2 separate regions of the Capsicum annuum genome follow, and region 2 is linked to region 1. Evidence: chromatin contacts called from public Hi-C data. All regions are on one chromosome and are shown on one strand. Each heading gives the region's core, a stretch centred on a gene start, on an enhancer-like site or on the middle of the called end of the contact. The rest is flanking DNA. Distances are from core to core; before and after follow the strand shown.

The links. Hi-C and Micro-C count contacts between places; a contact is called where the count stands out from the background.
Region 2: a contact with region 1 is called in a Hi-C map of leaf, with 2.7 times the contacts expected there. The contact joins the promoter of LOC107842376 here to the promoter of LOC107842392 in region 1. A contact is called at or near these places in 3 of 5 Hi-C or Micro-C datasets (leaf and placenta).

The regions. Positions count from the first base shown.
Region 1 is chr9:169,880,257-169,885,989 of UCD10Xv1.1, forward strand. It overlaps LOC107842392 (putative RNA-binding protein YlmH), which reads right to left and starts at 4,253. Exons shown (of 10, transcript XM_016686213.2): 1 at 3,976-4,253; 2 at 1,943-2,052; 3 at 1,656-1,787; 4 at 1,504-1,577; 5 at 1,302-1,407. The coding sequence starts at 4,108.
Region 2 is chr9:170,018,978-170,024,508 of UCD10Xv1.1, forward strand. LOC107842376 reads left to right here and starts at 2,362. Exons shown (of 12, transcript XM_016686182.2): 1 at 2,362-2,671; 2 at 3,644-3,708; 3 at 4,160-4,258; 4 at 4,767-4,899. The coding sequence starts at 2,447.

The sequences.
Region 1 (5,733 bases), core at 3,003-5,502:
CAAGGGTTAAAATATCCCTCTGCTTTGAAAAATTAGCTAAATACACCCTTCGTCATACTTTGGGGCCAAATTTACCCTCGTCGTCATTTTGGGGCCAAATTTACCTCGTTGTCATTTTGGGGCCAAATTTACCCTTCTATTTTGAAAAATTGGCTAAATATTCCCTTCGTCATACTTTGAGGCTTAATTTACACTCGATTTCATACTTTGGGGGCATATTTAAAAACCCAAATCAACGTTAAATTGCCACTTTTAAAAATAAATCACACCCTAATCTAATTCTCCCGATCTGAACCACAAAAAATACACAAACAAATATACCCCTCTCTCAGTTCTGTTGGTCGAATTTTTCCAACGAACAAAAATATTTTTCTTTCAACGTGCAATACTGGTAGTTTGTTTACAATTGAAGAAAATGTAAAACGAAATAATATAATGTAGAAGCATGGAACTACAAAAAATGTCTATTACAAATTCTGCTCTTGTTCGATTATGTTCAAATTTTAAAATTTGATATGTAATTCCATGTGTAACTAGATTCTAGAATGAGTGAGTAAATTTTCTGAGCAAACGACTTGATGAAAAAATTGTATAGATCTAAATTGCATATAAAGATATATGAATGAAGAGACGTCACGATTGGCACATAGGAAGAACCCTCAACTCAATCATCCAGAGAAATATCCAATGGGCCTAATCTATTGCATCTGATCATCAAGTGTCATTTTTCATGAGCTCTGCACTGATGCAGATTCATAATTCAGAGAGGGATATATTTCTTTGTGTTTGCACTAATGCAGATCAAATTTTCATGAGCTACGTACTATAAATATCCAGTGGCTTAATCTCGTTGGAAAAATTTGCCCAACAAAACTGAAGGGAGTATCTTTATTTGTGCCTTTTTTGTGGCTCGAGTCAGATGGACGGGTTACATTAAGTTGTATTTTATTTTTAAAAAGTGGGGCATTTAACGTTGATCGAGCTTTGCTATTGAGAAAGGGTACATATGAAAAGTTTCTTAATAATGAGGGTAAATTTGATCCCAAAGTATCACATCAAGGGTAAATTTGACCCCAAAGTATGATGAAGAGTATATTTAGCCAATTATTCAAAGTAGAGGGGTAAATTTGGCCCTTAAGTATGAAGAGGGTAAATTTGATCCCAAAGTATGACGAAGGGTATATTTAGCCAATTTTCAAAGTAGAGGGGTAAATATGACCCTTAATGATGAAATCAACTTGGTGCTAGCAAAACTTGCAAAAGAGAGAGAAAACCTCCCAAAAAATAAAGAAAGAAGATACCTGCAAGAGAATATCTCCCAGCTTATTCCTTACAATTCCTGTACCAAGGATTGCACCAAGGAAATCACCATGAGAACAAGGTTGAAATGAAAAATTCCCTGAAATACTGGAAAAAGGATCCTTTTTCACACTGATAAAGAGGAATTTGTGATTGTTTGATTTAAACAGCATATATAACTGAACAAATGACCGGAGGACCTACCTCAAAGCTGCAACATTGTCTGGATCACTTGTTAATGCCTCTGGGTGTCCAACTGAGAGCCGGCATCTTTCGGCCTATGTAAGGAGACAGTAAATATAAACTCAAGCAGCTTTATTGCTCAAACAAGTTTTATAGAACAAACTGAGCCCAACCTCTGGGTATCCTCCTTGTGCCACTACTTTTAGGTCAGCTAACTTTTCTAAGACTAGCATTGACTCTTTTAAGACAGGTGGAGTCAGAAAATCAGTATGTGAAACTTCTCGTCTTAATGATGCCCGTTTCGCCTGAGAAGTACATAAGTGATGATAAGTTTAGATTAAGACTTAGGAAAATAATTTGGCTCTATTTCTGCAACAGGGGCCAAAGAGGAAAAAAACAGACAAGACTTTTCAAATGCTAATTGAGAGGAAAGTGATCGGTCTGGTAGATGTATATGTACCAGTTCAATGATACATTTCACATCTTCAATGGTGTTCTTGTTTCCCACTCCTTTCAGTAAAATATCAGCATCACCCTTAATAGCCTGTGGTAGGCTGCATATTCCAAAAGCTGTTTTGAAACAGGTCCAATAACATGTGGGTCATCAGCTATTAAAGTTCATAAATAAAAGTAGAATGTTTAGGTCGATAGATATTCCCAAGGACTTTTCTGATCCTGCACAACTTACTCAACTTACTCTGATGCAAGAAATCAGCAAATTTATCCAAATAGCCCTTAAACTATTACACATTGTTTCATGTGATCTTTATGAGGAAGTTGAGGCAGATAAATATATGGCTAAAAGAAAAGGTGACCAAAATAGGAAAAAAAAAAAAGGTTGCCCGGTGCATTAAGCTCCCGCTGATCCGGGGAAGGGCTCGACCACAAGGATATATTGTACGCAGCCTCACCTTACATTTCTACAAGGAGCTGTTTGTAAGGCTTGAACCCATGGCCTCCTGGTCACATGGAGGCAACTTTACCAGTTACTCCAAGGCTCCCCTTCAAAATGTGATCAAAATAGTACTTAATATTTCCACTTTGTAGTATTTGGTAATTATAATTTCAAGGTGACTCAAATTTTCCTTATACTAGTCAGCAAGTGACTGAATTGGCCCAACCAGTAACACGCCCAAAGAGCTTTCAGCGTATTGATCTTGTGAAATAAATATGAACGGCCAAACAACATGTGGTTGTTCGTAAAATGCAACTGTTTCGTTCTAACCTTGATTATACCTCAGGCACCTGTCATCTTGTGGAACTACAAGTTAGAGACTAGGTGCTATTCAGAACAAATCAGCACCATGGCATGCACAGTTCAGTTCTGCAGAAATCAATCGAGCGTTCACCTTTGCACAGGTAGCTTGCACTGAAATTTCAGCGTTTCAACAAAAGGTATAATTGATGAGGACAGCTAATAGGAAGATTGAATCTGATGGTCTTCGCTGACACTACACTTGTTGATATGTTCTAATAATGGATAATTTCGAAAGTGCATGGCAACTGTTGATAAAATGCCTCAGCATGATGCTGTAGCTTGGAATATAGATATTTTGGACTTCTTGAAATGAAAAGCCAAGTCAAGGCTATTAATTTTTCAAGCATATATGCAATTTCAATTGCATGCTATTAGCAAACAATAGTTTAGAACCGAGGTACGGGTTTCACTTAATCCATAGACAGTGGTGAAGCTAGAGGCCAAGGTACAGGTTTGGCCAAACACAGTAACTTTGGTCCAAACTCTGTATTTGTCTTTAAGAAATTCATTTATATATACAAATTATTAATTTAGAACTCAATAAGTTAAAAACGGCTGACGTCAAGCTTCAAATTCTGTTCCGCTTTTGTACATAGCAGATACACCACTCAACAAGTAATTACAAGATTTGCTTATGAACCTCGAAGTTTTTGATCATCCAAAATTGCAGAAACAGGCAGAATCTGAAAAAACTTTTGGAAGCATATATTCCGATAAACATGATAAACCATCCCCTATTTTGTTCAGCTCCAGCGAGCAGGGGCTGAGATAGAAGCCCAAATACGTGTTTGGTAAAACTAAGTAGCTTTTGTTCAAACAATAAACTTTGTATTAAATGATTCACCAAATAGGTATGTGATATATATACATATATGATAACCATGCGTCCGATTTAGCTTTCGCTCACCTCCACTAATTCCACGGATACCTCCTATTCCCCACAAGCAATAAGTATCAGGCAACTCAGTCCACCAAAACTATGACAGATGACAAGAAATCAGGGTTTTTGTCTCTACTGGAAGTACAAATATGAAATATTAAAAATCAGTTTTTAGCACTTCACATACCGCCCATAAAATTAAAATTCTGTCTCCGTCGCTGGCAATGATGGTCACTGGTCACTAGTCAGGTATTCACGTTGCACTCAACTATTTCAAATAAAATTACCATACAATTTGACACAAAATCAAAAAAAGTAGACACGCAATAATAAGTAGAAAGAGAAATTTCCACACCTGAGGTGTGCAAAGGTGTTGGGAGGATAAGACTAGTGGGACGAGTAGATAGAAATGAAGGAATTGCTCCTCTCAGAATCGATTGTGCGGCGAAGCCAGTGGCAACCATGGCCGTTACGCGTACTGCGCACATTCGTCTGTGGAACAGCGCTTCCAATTCAATGATTTTGGGTGTCTTGGCTTCGTAGTAAGAAATAAGGCAAAATTTTGATGCTTTACTATGGAAAAATGAGTGCGCTGAAAAAAAAGAAAAAAAGCATTTCGCTCTTCAACTTGTAGGCACAATTTAGTTGTCATTTATTTAAGTGAATTAATATCACCTCAAAGTTGATGCACCATTTTTTAAAGAAAAAAAGCATATTTATTAAAAAAAAAAATGATCTCACTTCTTTTAATTAAAAATGATCTCACTTTTTTTAATTATTATTATTATTATTATTATTATTATTATTATTATTATTATTATTATTATTATTATTATTATTATTATTATATAAAAAATCACTGCATTCTTCTTCAAGAATTCGACATTTGTTACTCCCCTTTCTTTCAACAAGTCCAAATCAGCAACAAAAACAATCACGACTGGAAGTTGAAACCATTCAGCCACAGATAATTCAGCATTCTCAAAATTACATCCAAAATAATCATGATTTGATTCTTGAGGCAAGCTTAGTCTCCAAAACATGTTGTTCATCTCCACATCCCCTGCTGATCCATTATCCATCACTAATTTAGTCTTCTTTTCACTCCCGAAATATGAATGAATTGGCAGCAGCTACTTTAGTCTACCACAAAAATCTTCACATCTTTTAGGTGTTTGCAGGGGTGGTGGGATGACTGAATTTTTCTAACGGACGATGAGAAAGAAAGAAATGGGAGGGGTAGGTGGCATTTTGCAAGTGGGTATGTTGAATTTGCAATGGAAGAGTAAGTAACCTTTAAAATATCATGAGGCTACTAGATCTTGTAGTTGATTTGAAGTGAATCTGAAGTGCTTAAATAGTTAAATTGAAAGATTTTTCATATCTTAAGAAGATTTGGTAGTAGAGAATTTACTGAAATAACGTGGGTAGCTGCAAGTTTGTCTGCATTTTGTATTTGCAGGGAGAATTCTGAACAATAGTGTTTGATGGGTTTGTTTGAGAAATGGTGCCAAAGTTCAACAAGACAAGAAAATATTCAACTTAGCTGGGCATTTTTTGTGACACTTTTTTCACCAACTTTTGCCTCTTAAACTCCATAATGTTATAGTATCAATTGTTAGAATAAGAAATGACATATATTGGTAGTTGGTAGTTGGTACTTGGTACTAACTGCTTGTTAATTAAAAATCTCTGCAAATTTACAGATGAGAGAAAGAAAAATGGAGCGAGGGACGCGGTGTTTGCAGGTGTGGGGTAGGACGGATTTATTTGACGGAGGACAAGAAAGAAAGAACGGCATGGTGAGTGAGTGGGGGCGGTGTTTGCCGGGGTAGGGGTGGAGATGGACGGGTTTGATGGAAGAGGAGGAGGAAGAGTGGGGCAACGGGGAGGGGTGACTGAAAAAGAAAAAAAATGGGGGTGGGAGCTATTTATTTATCTAATATATATATATATAGATTTTGTATTACTCTTTCTCTCTTGGACCTTTTTTTTTCTATCTCTCTTCCTATAGCCCCTGGTAATTTAGTAAACAATCTAGCTCCTAGAGTCTGATCAAATGAGTTCCCACTAATTGTACAATAATAAAAGTAATCATTTAAAAATTCTTTAA
Region 2 (5,531 bases), core at 1,112-3,611, 140 kb after region 1:
TATCAACTTGAAGTTGTCTTTGACATAAAGTGAATTTTTTTTTTTTTTGAAATATAAATAATTTTCATGACCAAACGGTTCCTTAATTGAAGTTTTAATGTGAATATCACAACATCGGTGAGAAAAAAATGGGTGAAATTAAAAATATAAACTATACCAAAGCGGAGTCCAGCCCTAATAGGGGCATAAATATCGAAAAGTAGAAATACCAAACCGAATCGATTTATTTTATTTTTTGGTTCGGTTTTGATTTATTTTTTCAGAAATTCGATATTTCGATTTGATTTTTGATTTTTAGGTTGGCGTAATTCGATTTTTGGTTTAAATCAAAATAAATTAAAATTTTTAATATATTTTTTTAAATTATTATTATATATATATATATATATATATATTAATATATATAATATATATTTATTATTTAATATTTATAATGACTAAGTAATTAGCTATTTAGGCTTTATCTAGAGCCCATTAGTGCCTACAGCCCAAAGCCCCAAAATTCAAATATATTGAGTAACCGAAATCGAAAGTTACTTTTTGCATTGATTTTACAACCGAAAGTTAATATATAGGCCTTCATCTGATTTTTGCATTGGAGGTGATTATTCTCATTTGTCACTTAGAAGACTTTATAAGTTTATATTGATTTTGCTTTAATATAAGAAAGTTAAACTAGTTCGATTTTCAAATATGATTAGTCCATTATACAGGCCCAAAATAAAAAAACTAAAATTATTAAATCGAAATAAAACTGAACCAAAATTTACATAAATTAAAGCAAATCAAATTAATTTGATTTGATTACGATATACCTAATTTCATAATCGAAAATCAAAATAAAAAAAGGAGTTGATTCCTCAAAATGTCATTGAACTTGTGTAAACATCCTACTAAACTAACTTTTATTTTTTTTAGGACAATATTGTCACTGAACTATGCACTTCTTTTCATTATAAGGTAAAACTAAGAAATTATTAAGGATATGTTTGGAGAACCACAAGAAAAGTGAAATTAGATGTAATTACATAATCCAATTCTCAATTAGGAATAGAGAATTAGGTGCAATTACGTGATGTAATTACAAAGTTACATTTTTATTTCTTTTTCTTCTAATTTTATTTTTTATTTCTATTACTTTAATTTCTTTTTTATTTTTATTTTTTTTATTCTACATTATTTATCTTTCATCTCTTTTCTTCTCATTTTCCAACTTTTACTTCTTATGATCCAATATAATTACTCATATCTTTTTCCTCATTTAGCGCATTATTACATTTTTATTCTAGTGTTTGAATTAAAGTAGTATTTCATTATTGAATGAGATGACTTATGTGTTTTTCCTTTCTTTTGAATTATTTACTCGTTGAAATTTTATATAAGAGTATTGTATTTTTTTCTTGAATTTTCAATTGTGTTTTTTTTTTATGTTTCAATTTATTTGTTTTAGTACTATAGACTTGTTATTTTATATTGCATGTCACTTCAAATTATCGAGTTAATTTTTCAAATTGCCATTGAAATTGTGCAAACATTCTACTAAAGTAACTTTTGTTAATTACTTTTAGGAAAATATTGTCATTAAACTATGTACATCTTTCCAAAATAAGGTGAAACTAAAAAATAGTTAAGGACATATTTGGAAAGCCATAGAAAAATTGAAATTATTTGCAGTGACATGCAATATGAAATAGCATGTCTATAATACTAAAACAAATAAACCGAAACGTAAATTCAAAATCCAAGAGAAAAACATAATACTTTTGTATAAAATTCCGACGAGTAAATATAATTCAGAAGAACGAAAAGCACATAAGTCTATATTCTCATTCAATAATAAAATACTAATTTAATTCAAACACTAGAATAAAAATTATAAAAATTCAATAATGCACTAAATAAAGAAAAAACATATGAGTAATTATATTAAATCATAAGAAGAAAAGTTGAAAAATGAGAAGAAAAGAGATGAAAGATAAATAATGTAAAATGAAAAAAAGAGTAAAAATAAAAAATAAATTAAAATAATAGAAATAAAAAAGAAATTCAAAAGAAAAAAATATTAAATTTTATTTAAAAAAATAAAATAAAATGTAACCTTGTAATTACACGTAATTCTCTATTCCTAATTGAGAATTGAACTATGTAATTACATTTAATTTCATTTCCTTGTGATTCTCCAAACATATTCTTAACAATTTCTTAGTTATACATTATAATAAAAAAAAATATAATTTAGTGATAATATTAAAATAAAAGTTACTTAAATAGAATGTTTAGATAAGTTTAACATTTTAAGGAATTAACTAAAAAAAAAAAAAAAAAAACCGAACGAAGTTACGGAATGCCCAGCCCTACCGTCCCTATCCTATCCCTATACAAAATATGGCTATCTCCCTCTTTATCCTTTTCCCTCTCCAACTTTAACTAGTTGAATGTTTCAGCAATGTCACGAGGAACTGATCGTCTACTAAAGAATTTGAAGCAATTCACTGACCTTCAGTACAAGCAATTCACTAACCGATATGGGCAGCAAGTCATTGACATTTTAGAATTCCCTATAAAGCTCGTTCTTTCCCCTATCACACTTGCTTATGACATTGCCGGCTCCGCCCCGAGGGGTTTCGGTGTACCGGAATTCATTTCAAAATTGTCTTATTCTACCATCTTTGTAAGTTGGATTATATTTTCTTATTTGTTTTTCTGAATGGGACGTTACGTGTTTGTTGATATGTCTCTGAGAAGCTATGAATGGGAACGTCTATTCATTAATGTTTTTGGATTGAGTTTTCAAATATATGTTCATATTTGCGTGGGGGAGACAATTGTAATCTGTTGTTCATAAGTCAATTGTAAGTTCAGCACACTTGAATGGGTCGTTAGTGTTTCTTTATATGCCACTGAGAGGCCACTAACGGGAAAGTCTATTAGTTAGTATTTCTGAACTGAGTCTTCACATATATGGAGCGGAAGGTCTGCATACACTATACTCCCTCTAGACTCCCAAACCCCGCATTTAGGTCTGTACTGGGTTTTTTGTTGTTGTTGGTCTTCAAATATATGTTCGTGTTTATTTGAAAGGCCTCAAATGGGGAGCCCATTGTAGGTGCTTTTATGAACTGGGGTGTTAATTAGTTCTTCGTATGTCAATTTTAAGCTTAACACACTTTCTTGTTCATAAACGGAGAGTGAATTTGTTATTTGTTCATATGGCACTGAGAGACCGTGAATGGGACAGTCTATTTGTTAGTATTTCTGAACTGGGTCTTCAACGTGTTCCTGGAAGGCCTTGAATGGGGAAGCTTATTGTCTCAGTGTATTCTTAACTATGTCATAGTTGACATATGAGGAAACCAGTTGAAGACCCAATTCAGTCTTTTCTGAATTGGGTCTTCAACTGGTTTCCTCATGTGTCAACTATGAGATTTTTTTGCTTTTTCAAAACTGGGTCGTTAAATGTTTGTTAATATATCCCTAGGAGTCCATGAATAGGAAGTTTCAGCATTCCCTGCATTGGGTCTTCAAGTATTTGTTGATATGTAACGGAGAGTTCACTGCCTGAAATTAATACAAGGACTTTTAAGCTGAAAGTGTTCGTTCAATGAAGGTTTCCTAACAGAGATATTTGGTGGTTTTACTGCAGTTGGTGGCGACTCTGGGTACTTATGACATTGCAATGGAGCTCGGAAAGAAGTTGATCTGCCAGAGGTGCCCTTATAGTCTCAGCTCATGTTACCTTTTTTTAGAATTTATATTCCTGAAGTTGAGTGTATTGTATTAGAAATAGTGAAATTGATAGATGGTCCATGTCAAAAGTTTTGTTTTTTGTTGATTTATGCACGTTGTGTGTAAAAGGGCATCAAAAGACTTATAAAGATATTGGGGCCACTTCATCCATGTTTTGCGTTACAATGGACTATGAGCTTTAAAGATATCAGAATTCGTTTTCTGTGCTCCTTGGTGGTCTCGACGTCCTTATGCAAAAGCTGATGTGTGGTTATCACAAATTGATGCTAAAGCCAGAGAGCATCTTATTTATCACTACCGAGGGCCAGGGAAAGCAGAAATTCTTGTCAAATTTATAGTCAACTGGCATGTCTTGAAATGGAAAGTGATTACATGTGTAGTTGAAAGAAGATGATTGGTTCATTAACTGCAGGGACTGCCGGACATGCAGTGGATGGCAGGCATTGCAATGCACAATGTGCAAAGGTTCAGGCAAGGTGCATTACCAAGTGAAAAGCTATACATTGAAAAGGTAGGTAATCATTGATAGACTTGTGCTCTTGCTATTAAAATGAACATCCTGTTCACGTTTTATGTATTAATCCAATTTCTAGAGTATATTGTGGTCTTTGTCATATCCTAATCTGCATACTCTTAAAAGATACACCGAGGTGCCCTCACCCCGCCACAATACTATGTGACTGTTAAAAGCATATTCTAGTCTTCAGCTTTTTATCATGGATTCAACAGTGATAGTAGCTCATGTAATTGCAATTGGTAGCTCAATGTGTCACCATCACATGTTGGTGTACCGAGCCACCTTCTTCTTGTTTTATTTTATTAATCATAGTAGTTGTATCGGAGGTAGTGGCTGCGTGCACTCTACCCTCCCCAGACCCCACTATGTAGGAATACACTTGGTATGTTGTTGTTGTAATCATAGTAGGTGTAAAAAACAAAAATTATTCTAAGGACAGAAATATAGTGTCAAACACACTGAATATTTATGTCTATTTAAAGCTTCCAAATTGCTGCTGCAGGGGAGAAAAAGCAACAGCTGAATCCATTGCTGATGCGATAGCTGATAACAGGGCTGAGTTGGTGCACCTTCCTTCCACAGTGGACCTTCATTTGCCACTGCCATCTAAAGAGTGTCCCAGTTGTGATGGATCGGTGAGAACTGTTTTGGGAATTTTTTCAATTTTCATAATACAGCAAACATCTTGGGGGCTGAAAATGAACTGAGTGAGTCATGCCAGTAGCTTTTTTGGTTTGAGATACTATCCAAAATGCTAAGGTGAAGAAAATAGAGTTTCATTCGTTATGGCAACCCAAGTTGAGAATAGGGCTTATTGAATAACTAAAGCTAAGCCTAACCAGATATCAACTTGGCTCAAGTGAGTTATGTGACGTGTAAATGTATTTTCATCCAGTGTTGTCAAAGGCTCAAAGGCTCAGATGAAGCGCGCTTAAGCCCTGAAGCGATGCACAAAACATGCTGAGCACTTTGCCTCTCTTAGTGGGCGCTTTAGTGTCGTAATCAAGGCTCCAAGAAACACTAAACAATTGATATTTCACTTTATCTTAATTTCTTTGTCCTTTGATCTGTTATATATACGTAGAACTATCAAGTATTAGTTTTTGACTACACATATATATTATTGTATTTTGTCTTTACACTTTATTTGCGCTTAAATATCCAATGGACCTTAATGCTTTTTTGTACTTTTTGCCTTTGATAACACTGTTTCATTTGAATTTAAGTGAATTTTTGCATGCTTCTACTAGGTAATGGGTAGATATTT